2 separate regions of the Mus musculus genome follow, and region 1 is linked to region 2. Evidence: chromatin contacts called from public Hi-C data. All regions are on one chromosome and are shown on one strand. The core of a region is the stretch at or near the end of the contact, and the rest is flanking DNA. Distances in the headings are between cores, read along the strand shown.

The links. Hi-C and Micro-C count contacts between places; a contact is called where the count stands out from the background.
Region 1: a Hi-C map of the N1E-115 cell line shows a contact between it and region 2, with 2.3 times the contacts expected there. The contact joins two enhancer-like sites. A contact is called at or near these places in 6 of 484 Hi-C or Micro-C datasets (the N1E-115 cell line, cerebellar granule neurons, embryonic fibroblasts and 2 more) and 2 of 115 datasets of contacts at active chromatin or transcription factors (embryonic fibroblasts and heart atrium).

The regions. Positions count from the first base shown.
Region 1 is chr16:57,426,342-57,431,047 of GRCm38.p6, forward strand. All of the region lies in intron 1 of Cmss1 (cms small ribosomal subunit 1), which reads right to left. All of the region lies in intron 1 of Filip1l (filamin A interacting protein 1-like), which reads left to right. Among named protein-coding and RNA genes, the nearest start is that of Filip1l, 75 kb to the left of the region's middle. Within about 2 kb of position 1,355, at least 60 of the 459 cell types and tissues checked have an H3K27ac peak or open chromatin away from gene starts, as enhancers often do. A contact at or near this core is called in the N1E-115 cell line, where this site is marked.
Region 2 is chr16:57,312,929-57,318,124 of GRCm38.p6, forward strand. Cmss1 (cms small ribosomal subunit 1) reads right to left here. Exons shown (of 10, transcript NM_025599.3): 3 at 4,978-5,052; 4 at 3,234-3,363. Among named protein-coding and RNA genes, the nearest start is that of 4921517D16Rik, 16 kb to the right of the region's middle. Within about 2 kb of position 1,468, at least 7 of the 459 cell types and tissues checked have an H3K27ac peak or open chromatin away from gene starts, as enhancers often do. A contact at or near this core is called in the N1E-115 cell line, where this site is marked.

The sequences.
Region 1 (4,706 bases), core at 105-2,604, 110 kb after region 2:
GCAGTCCTGAACCCCCTGCTCTGGGAGAAATCCTGTTAAGTAAATGCACTTGTGTGCATGCATTGCTCGAATGAAAGCCTTGTAAGAGCTGCACCCCTGTCCCTGTTGTGAAAGCCAACACTGACATTCTTTATCATCAGCAATACCTTTAAAAAGCCTAATTTGAATTATGAGTGTTTCTGTACCAAAAATCTGAGTTTGATGCCTTACCTAAATAGTAGACATTTTCTGTCAAATTAAAAGAATATATATATATATATATATATGTGTGTGTGTGTGTGTCTGCTCAGTTTTCCTGATAAGGAAATGTGCGTAACTGAGCAGAAGAGGTAGGTCAGTCCAGACGGGAGCTGAGGCCATGCATAACCCGTCTATTATTCAGAATCTTGGGGGTTATTCACCTCATGGTGGCCTCTGGCCCAAAGTCAACTCAGAGGGTGCACTGCTTGTTTAAATCAGTGGGAAGATGTAGTGGATTCTTTCCATGACATCCGAGCACAGTAAGAATGCCACCATCAAGCAGGCTGCACGCTGTAAAGAAAGAAGGAGCCGATGATCCCCTACATCTGCCCTGCGAACACATTCTCTCCACACAGAAAGCCGTGCGTTAGCCCATCCCCGTCTCCTGCCTGCAGCGTTCTCACTCCCCCTCCACTTCCCCTGAGTTGTTATTGGATATATTTTTGGGATTATCTAGAAAAATCAGTGCTCTGATTCCTATCAGGAAATTATCTCTGCATGGGGGCCATGTCCACAAATTCCAATAACGGCTCATTAATGTAAGTGGGCAGCTAATGGCAACGGCGCTTCTCCATGTTCACGCTGTGAGTCAGGTTGTGCTTTCAAAGAAACATGGATGAACTAACATGCTTTACATATGAAATAGCTGGCAAAAAACCCTGGACTTTGGTACCATTCAGTCATACGCAAAACAGCCATTTTCCTCCATACTGCCACATCTCATTTGGAAGAAAATATAATTATTTCTTGAGAGAGGCACATCTTATAAAGTAATTCATGAAATAACAGCATTAGGGGAGCAGGAATGGGGCTGAGTTGCCTCTTTGTCATACGGCAGCTCTGTGCCTGACTTTAACTCTGGCCTCTCAGAGGCAGTTTATGAAATGTACCAAGCTCTCCAGTTCTCTGCAATCTAACCAGCTCCCATCTTCACACCTGCTTTCTGGGTTACTGGGGAAGAGTGGAGTGCAGAGAAGTTATTGGGCAGTAAGTGTCCAGAGTCAGAGTTAAGAATCCAAGACTTGCAGACAGCGTTGGCTGCAGGGTTTTACAATGTTGCAAGCATTAGTCACCAGCTTCAAGAAGATAACAGCAGACTCTAAGAACTGATTTTCAAAGGGGATCTGGAACTGAGGGTTTCAGTGGACGCTTTCCAGGCTAGCAGTTGCCAAGCCTGTGGGTTTTTCATTGGCTGCCATTTGATAGGGGAAAAAAATGGGAGGGCGAATTCTTTGAGGGCAAGTTCAGACAGTGAATAGTTCAAGGCTGCAGGCTGCTATGAAACTGGGAGCAGCGAATGGACACACAAACCACAAATGTTAAAGGCACAATTGGTTTGATTTTCTCCAAAGTTTTAACAGCTGAAACCATTCTACTACTATCTAACCATGATACTGAATAAAATTCATGTCTATAAAACAATGCTGTCCAGTAACATAACCGAGGCTAGCTTTTCCAATTACCCTTTTGTGGGAAGAGGGACTAGGACACAGGGAGACAGCTGTCTCACGCACGGCCAGCAATGCTTCAGTGGAAGGGGTGAATTTTCAGGTAGGTGGATGTGGATTTGTATGTGAGCCTAATCTCCTGTGGTTGTGTGACAGGACCTCAGGTTTATTTTATTTTTGTAAGGTTTTACTTATTTTGTGTACATGATACTCACTCTGCATGTACACTACATGTCAGTAGAGGACATTAGATATCATTATAGATGGCTGGGAGCCACCATGTGGTTGCTGGGAATTGAACTCAGGACCTCTGGAAGAGCAGCCAGCTCTGTTAATGGTTAATCCATCTCTCCAGGCCCTTAGTTTTATTTTCTATAGGAGAGTCAGACTTACCTAGCAAGATCATTGCAGAGGGTGGGAAAATAAGATAATGAATGTTATGTAGTAGCGGATGGTAAATACTAAACAACAACAACAACAACAACTACTACTACTACAACCACCCCTCCTAAACTGTCATTAGTGCCACACCCACACCCACTAAAGTTCCTGTTACAAGTAGCTACCCTCCTCTACCATCTATGTAATTATATGTAAAGTTAACAAACAGAACAAGAAAAACTGCATCTAGCTGCCTGTAAATAATCAATACTATTTTTAGTAATCTTCTTTATGTTTTTGAATTTACAGGTTATTTATAACAAAGTTTATTGCGATAGACTTTATATCAAAAAATAGGAATGTTTTGGGGTGTTCTATCAGTATGGTAGGAGACATTTTCTGTAGAAGCTCTACAATAGCTTCAAGATGATTTTACTAAAGGGGGAATCTGGCTAGCAGGCTCCTCCTCGCCTCCACCAGCCTTCCTGATGATCCCCTGATAATGCATACCATCAGCTGCCATTCCTAGTAAAACCCGCTGCTGGCTCTGCAGACCGTCTGGCAAGCTGTAAGTCATATGTCCTCTTCTCCCTTCTGCTTTTCTTCTCTAAGGGCAGATAAAACCTGCTTTTCATAAATCTTAAGAGAGTAAATCAAAGCAACCAGCCTGGAATTCGACAGAGCACTAACCGACATTACTTAAAATAGAACCAGGGAGCAGGGCACCGTCTTCTCCTGGCATCTGCGGACCCACCAGGACTTTCCCCACCACACTCAAGGCACCTGTGCTTCAGTTACCATGGATGCCACCCCTCCCCCGTCCCCATGAGTCAACATCTTCAGGTCCCCATACTTTTCACTATTTAGCTTCCTGGGGCAGGGTTAGCAAGCAATGGTCAGTAGGTCAAATCAGCCCCCAACCTGTAGAGTCAACAGTAAGAATGGCTTTTACATTTTGGAATAAGTTGAACATTTGGAAGACTCATGAAGAACGGGGCTAACTTTTTGTGCTAACAAAGTTTTATGAAGGCATAGCCAGGCACGTTGATTCAGATTATGTCAGTGGAGTTTGGTGAGGGACTCATTGATGTAGGGCTAGCACAGACTGTAAGATATTCTGACTGACTGTTCACAGAAAAGGTTTGGTGATGCTGCCCTAAAAGGCCTTCCCATGGAAGCGAAGCAAATGCCTGTGCTACACTGTCCTCCCTTCCTCTTGGCTTCACTGTTCCAGTTCCCCAGGCTTGGGAAGGAAAGCTTAGCTGAAGGCTGGCAGCCGAGTAAGACGGCAAGAAGAGAAGGGCACGGGGACCAGACGGTGAGGGTCTTCTTTAGATATTGAGTCTTTACGTTGACGCTGGACCTTCTAGGCTCACAACCTATTTTTTTCTCTTGCTGGGGTTTCAACTTCTTTGCCTTTGGGGGGAAAAATCCTATACTCACTCACTAGATCATTATGATAAATATGTGAAATCTTATCACTATCTCCTCTCTTACTGTCAGTCCCAAGTCAACCCAAGATCTAAGGGGGGGGGGGGAAGAATTTTGTAAACCTGCCCAGTACACTGATTTAAAAATTAAGACCCACTCATCTAAACCTATGGAGATAGAGCTGTAATGTGACCATGTAATGATTAAAATGAATAATTCAATGCGGCCTCCACTGGAGAATGGGGCACTTACATCAATGGCACTGAATTACTTAGGTTTTGGAAATTCCCCATCAGGAAGATGTCATTTCAGCACATAGTTTAACAATGCTGATGTCCAGGGAAATAGCATCTCGATTACAGCATGAAAACAATGATCTCAGGCCCTAAAGGCCAGACAGAGAGAGGTGCTCAGGCTCTTTTTCTGTTGCTGGGATTCACTCCATTGGTCAGCAGCAACCTAGATGAGGGAAAGGTTCATGTGGCTTACAAGGTCCATCATTAAGGTAAGCCAGGGCAGGAGCTCAAGGCAAGATGCTGGAGGCAGCATCCAAAGCAGAGACCATGGAGGTGTGCTGCTCGCTGGTTTGCTCTCAATGGGTCATAGACAACCTAAGACCACCTGTCCAGGTGTGGCCCCGCCTACAGGGAGCTGAGCCCGCCCACATCAATCACTAAGTGACAAGATGCCTACAGACTGGCCTACAGGCTAATCTGATGGAACCAATTCCTCTACTGAGGTTCCTTCTTCCCAGGTGACTTTACCGTGTTAGCTGAAATAAAATAACCACTACAAGATAGAAACAGGATGGGCGGCATCATTTCATGTTCAGAAAATAAAAATTTATTTATATTCATATAGGCAACATCAGCTGACAAATGCATTTCTGGTCAAACTTCCTATTTCATAGATTTCATAATGTGGTATTGATCTATACATTTTCAACGTAAGCCAAGATTAGCTAGTTATACAGGTGCACTGCAAACAGTTTAAAGACATTTATTCCTTCCTGGGTCATGAAAAGGTAAGCTTTTACCACACATGACTTTGCTGTTATCGCTAATTATGAAATTATTTGTATTTTATGGTAGAGGAAACCCCACAGTTATTGGATATTGGTCTGATGTAGAAGGCTGGCTTTGGGCACTCAGACCAGTCATGGTAAGTGGCGACCGTGCTTGGGAGCTGGGGTAAGAGTGGATTACA
Region 2 (5,196 bases), core at 218-2,717:
CCCTCCCCCTTCTTTCTCCCTCCAGCTTCCCCATGTTTCCTCCCTCCAGCCCCTTCCATGCCCCACTCTCAAACTGATAGCCTCTTTGTTATTTTTATTATTACTACAAATGTACACAAATATATGTATGTAACCCACTGAGCATATTCCTTGTCATTTGCGTATATATGGGGCGGGCCACTCTGTCCTGGATCACCAAGGCTCATCCGTGGGATAGGCACCTTGAACTCTAGAATAGTGAAGCAAAGGCTTTGCATATCGTTTACAGAGAGACGAAGCATATCACATTTGAAGTCTATGAAAGAGGCAATATGCAAAGGAAAGCTGAACTGGTGAGATATGTGAGAGAACCTCAGGTCCATTAGTTATCCAGGAGAACAAACTGATACAGCGGGGAGAGAACCATCTGAGGAATGACTAATATTAGAAAGATGTACAACAGTCAGAGTTATGGAGAATGTGGGGTGATGGTAACACTTGCCAACTGCAGGAAGAACTGTCAAGTGGGAAGTCTATTTTGGAAAATAATAATATTAAGATTATATACTCTGTGATCCCCTGATTTATTTTCTGGATAAACAATGACAGGAAATTTTTTTTGGTGTGTGCTGTAAGTGGATACACAAAAAAGATTAATTTTGGCAATGTTCAGGATCCTGAGTTGTGGGAGGCCGTACAGGTGTCTACATGTGGGAAGCTGGGTGAGGGCTCTGTGACAGATAAAAGGGCTGCAGTACTGTGTAGCATCTCAGATGCCGGAGATGTGCACAAGGTCATATCTGGCACATCTGAAGTCAGCCTGATGTGAGGAAACAGAATGTAATTTAGATAAGAATAACAATGTACATCCTATGTAACATGGCATGGAAGAATACATTTATAAAAACATAGTGACTATGTAGAGGAAATGCTTATGGGGAAGGGCAATGTAGTATACGGTTTGAAAAGATGGGAATGATGTACAAAATATAACACGATTCAGCCTAGCTGTAAAATACAATGCAGCACACCAGAATAAAAAGGACCTTGGTTGCTCTGTGACAGCCATGGGATAAGTAACAATATTAACTCTGAGCACACACATGTGTGTGTGTGTGTGTAATATGGTTATCAACTTAACTCTTTCTATGAAATAAGTTTCTATGTAAATATAAGAGTGTTAGTTAAGCATTACCAACGTAAGTTTGACATTTGTATTGTGACCCAATACATAGAACTCATTTTATGTAATATCTGCAGAGTTATTGCCTCTGTAGAGGCAGGGAGCCCTTGAAGGCCTTTAAACATATATTTTTCTCAGCTGAGACAAGATCAGACTCATCTGGAGAGCTCTACCCAAAGCAGAGCAGGAACGGACTCTCTTGGGTTGAATCTCTTGTTTGCGTTGCTGGGTGAGTTGGTTGCAGCTAGCCAACTTAGGGTCACTGAGCTAAACCAAACCAGCTCTCAGAAGACAGCAGAGGTCAATTAGCTCCCAGAGTCTTTGGTCTGGAAATCCCTAATTAAGTCCCCACATGAAAGATGTTAGCAGTGTGCAGCACAATTAATAGTAATTAAGAGGACATGTCCCTGCCCTTCAGACACCAGGCAATTAAAATCAAGTCAGACACTTGACAGACTGATTTGGAACAATACATTCAGACCCCTTCTTTAGCTGATTCTGAACAGCGAGTGGTGTTCTATCTCTTCAGCTAACATGGCTCCTACCTCTGGAGGCTGTTCTTGGTCTTTGTGTGGTGACCAGGGCCTTTTCTCTGAAACCTTCTCATACGCCTTAATTGACGATGCCTCAAGTAGTCATCTTTTAGCTGAAAACAAAGCCTGTTCTTTCTGGCTGTTCTAACATATCCACCCCGATCCCACTCCCACCTCCCCAGAGCATCCATGAGCCCATGATCTTATCCAGCTGTGTTATGGAGCTTTAGAACAATAACATAACCCAGAGCTCAGCTGAACCCCAAGGATATCTTTTAACCTTCAGCTCTTAACAATTCTGCAGAGGATTCAAGGTTTGTTGATCAGCTTCAGGCTGACCAGAGCCTGTGGGACACACAGGCTCTCACTTAGAACAGCCAGGACACAGCCCTCCAAGAGAGGAGCAGCCCTCCGGGCTCAGTAAACTTTAGAACCCTGCTCCTGTTTATATCTAAGTGTATGCTTCCAGTTCCCCAAAGGGCAACTGTCTTGGAAAAGAACGTGTGTGTGTGTGTGCACGCGTGCGCGTGTGTGTGTGCGCCCACTCCTTCTGCTAACCCCAAAGAACACTTAAGAAAGAGCCCAGAAGAATTGTAACTATGCAGGAACAGGCTGTTCTTCAGCTTCTCAGGCTTCTAGAAAGCATAAAGCTGGAATGGAAAGTCAGCTTCTGTTGACCTTTTCCCAACGTGGCACTAGCTGTGTCCCGCAGTCTGGAAACAGCTTATCTGCCACACAAGTGCCAAAGCTCCTTATGGCTGGCTTTCAGGTTAACATCTGTCTTCTATCCTTGCTGAGGAAGGAACCTTATGGATGTATCATAACCTAAAAGCTCAGAGTAGCAGTGCCTTGACTTGTGCAGCACCTTCTCATTCTACGTAAGGCAACAGACCTCAAACTCTAGCTGCTTCTGTGAAAATGCAGAATTCTATCACCCCATTTAGCTAGTTGGCTTGAAAGAGTCTGGGGTACAGCCCAAATACTATTTTACAATTGGAACTCCACAACAACAAAACTAAAATACTTAATTAATAAAGATTTTTTAAAAATTGGGGGGATAGAGTACTTGCTCTATAGCCCAGGCTAGACTCAAACTTGTGATACTACTATCTCTGGAGTTCTGGGATTCAGGACCCGCTCTAACAGACTTGCCATGATTAAAGTTCTTATTTACAGGAAGAATCAACCAAGTTCTACACCAATACTTTTTAAAGGTGTGAGATGTCCTTTTGTGAGTTTAGTATCTTATCTTCATTGGAGACATTTACCTCTTGAAGCATCTGATAAGATTGTATACTGAATAATTAATATTTTCAGTAAAAGAAAAGTACATTCATAAATCTTGGTATTCAATTCTGCAAATACATTTTTAATGTCCGATATAAATCACTAACAGTTAAAAATGTCTAGATGGAGGAACAAGGATTAAGAGTGTGTGCGTGGAAAAGGGATACATTTTCAACGTGGAGCACCTAACTACAAAACAGTCAAAACCTGAACCCAGTTTGTTCCTTAGGAAAACAGAAGCCTGGCTGTACCTGGTAGGTGCAGTTCTTCTAATTCTATCACGGAACGGCTGCTGCTGTAATGGTCTCTGATCAGCTTCTGAAGGTCCTCAGGGGTCCCTGGTTTGGGCTCTGATTTTGCAAGAATATCAGAAATTTTCTTCTAAAACAAGAGAAGGGGGTGGGGGAGAGAAAGCAGAACACAGACTTTATAATGGCCTATGGTAGAGGTTCATTTTTCTGGCATTTAAATGGCATATAGCATTTAGTGATAGCTGAGAAAGAACTTGAGTTTTAAACAATCCCTCATGGGAAGCCTCATGACATAGTGAGTGCTTGAAAAATGAAGAGATGCTCTAGCGGGCTCCCTGTAATGTCTGGTTTGCATCTTTTAGACGTGAAAATTTTCCACTCAGCACAAAATGTTTTCTGTTAAAAGTCTTAGAAGTCTTGTTCTATGGAAACTTCTTTTTAACTCCTATACGATCTGTACACTCTTGAAAGAATGGGATTTGGAGAACTTCCGGTGCACCCTGTTTAGATGGCGAGCCCCAGGCTGGACTTCTGCAGATTAAGCTGAGCATGGGTGCCAACTGCAAAGTGGACATGACCACTGACTCTTCTGGTCTCGGAGACAAGCCGAAGGCCTCACAGAGACACAAGAAAACAGATGTCACATCTCTTTTGATATGGACTTCTTTGTATAGAACTTATTACATGCATGCAATACAGGGAAGCAGGATTATCCATGTTTATCATAAACTTCCTTATTTCCTTTTAATGTTTCTCCAAAGACCCAGAAAGAGACATTCCTCTCCACCCCTCTGCCCCAATGTTCTCATTTCTACAGCACTGTCAGAACTACTCAAGGTTCCATCAAAGGTGCTGACCTACCAGTGGCACCTTGGTTAGCACCCTAAGTTAACATGGCCTTAGCCAAGCTAAACTAGCTAGACCTCTGACCTCAAACCTCCAGAACCTAAGGGTGCCTAAGGTCCAGAAAGAGTGAGCAGTCAAGGTGAAGTGAAGGACTTCTCTAAAGGCCTGCCAGACCTCAGCCAATCTGGCACGTCCCACCTTCCTATTTGGCCATTTGTGAGAGAAGAAACCAGAGTGGCCTGCTCCTTTCTGAACGCCTGCTGTTGGACAGCTAATTGGCTGAGACCCTCCATTTCTCTCATCCCAAGCACTTCCTCCTGTGACCTCAGCAGCACACCCTGCTCGGCAGGAGGCAAACCACACTGCTGTGGTAGAAGGGAAAAGCTAACCAGAAAGTCTGTCCAGGAGCAAGAGGCTTCTCTGTGAGCAGAGACATCATTTAGGAGCAAGAGAGAGCGTCTGCCTTTAACTTATGGCCTGGACCAGAGTTAGAAATACACTAAGGTACCTTTGTGTGCTTGTTTTCTTCTCATTATTACTTGAGTGGAAGGTTTAAAAGACCAAATGAATGAGAAAAGGAGAGTGGTGATGGACTTGGACAAAAGCAGAGGGGTGAGCACAGGAGGCACTCCGGCTCCTTCTAGAAGTCTCAGTGAGAACCCAGCCCTGTGTTTCACAGGAGTGAAATGGCAGTCAGGAAAGTTTCATTTTAGTTCCCCAAAGAAAACTTACTTCTAGTGACCTGTGGAAAGTTCAAAGGATCTCGAATCACTGAACCTTACAGATCCAGAATCACTAAGTCAGGGACTGAAATAAATAGCTTCACGGAAGTACGACAGAGTAAAGTATCATGGATGCCACATGTGGCCACACCACTGTCACAAACTGTTGCTGGTACCTTCTTCCACTTCCTGGTCTTCCGAGAGTCCTCTGCTTTGGGTTCCTTTGTTTGTGTCAGGAAACACTCAGTGGGCTGTGAAGAAATATAAACAAGAGAGCTTTCATCTTTGCGGCAATGAAGTATCAGTGAGTGGCATGACTCCCAGAGCACCTTCTGCTCAGCATACCCTCCTCAGAGGACCTTGGGAACATTCCACCGAGATGCTGCACAGCCCAC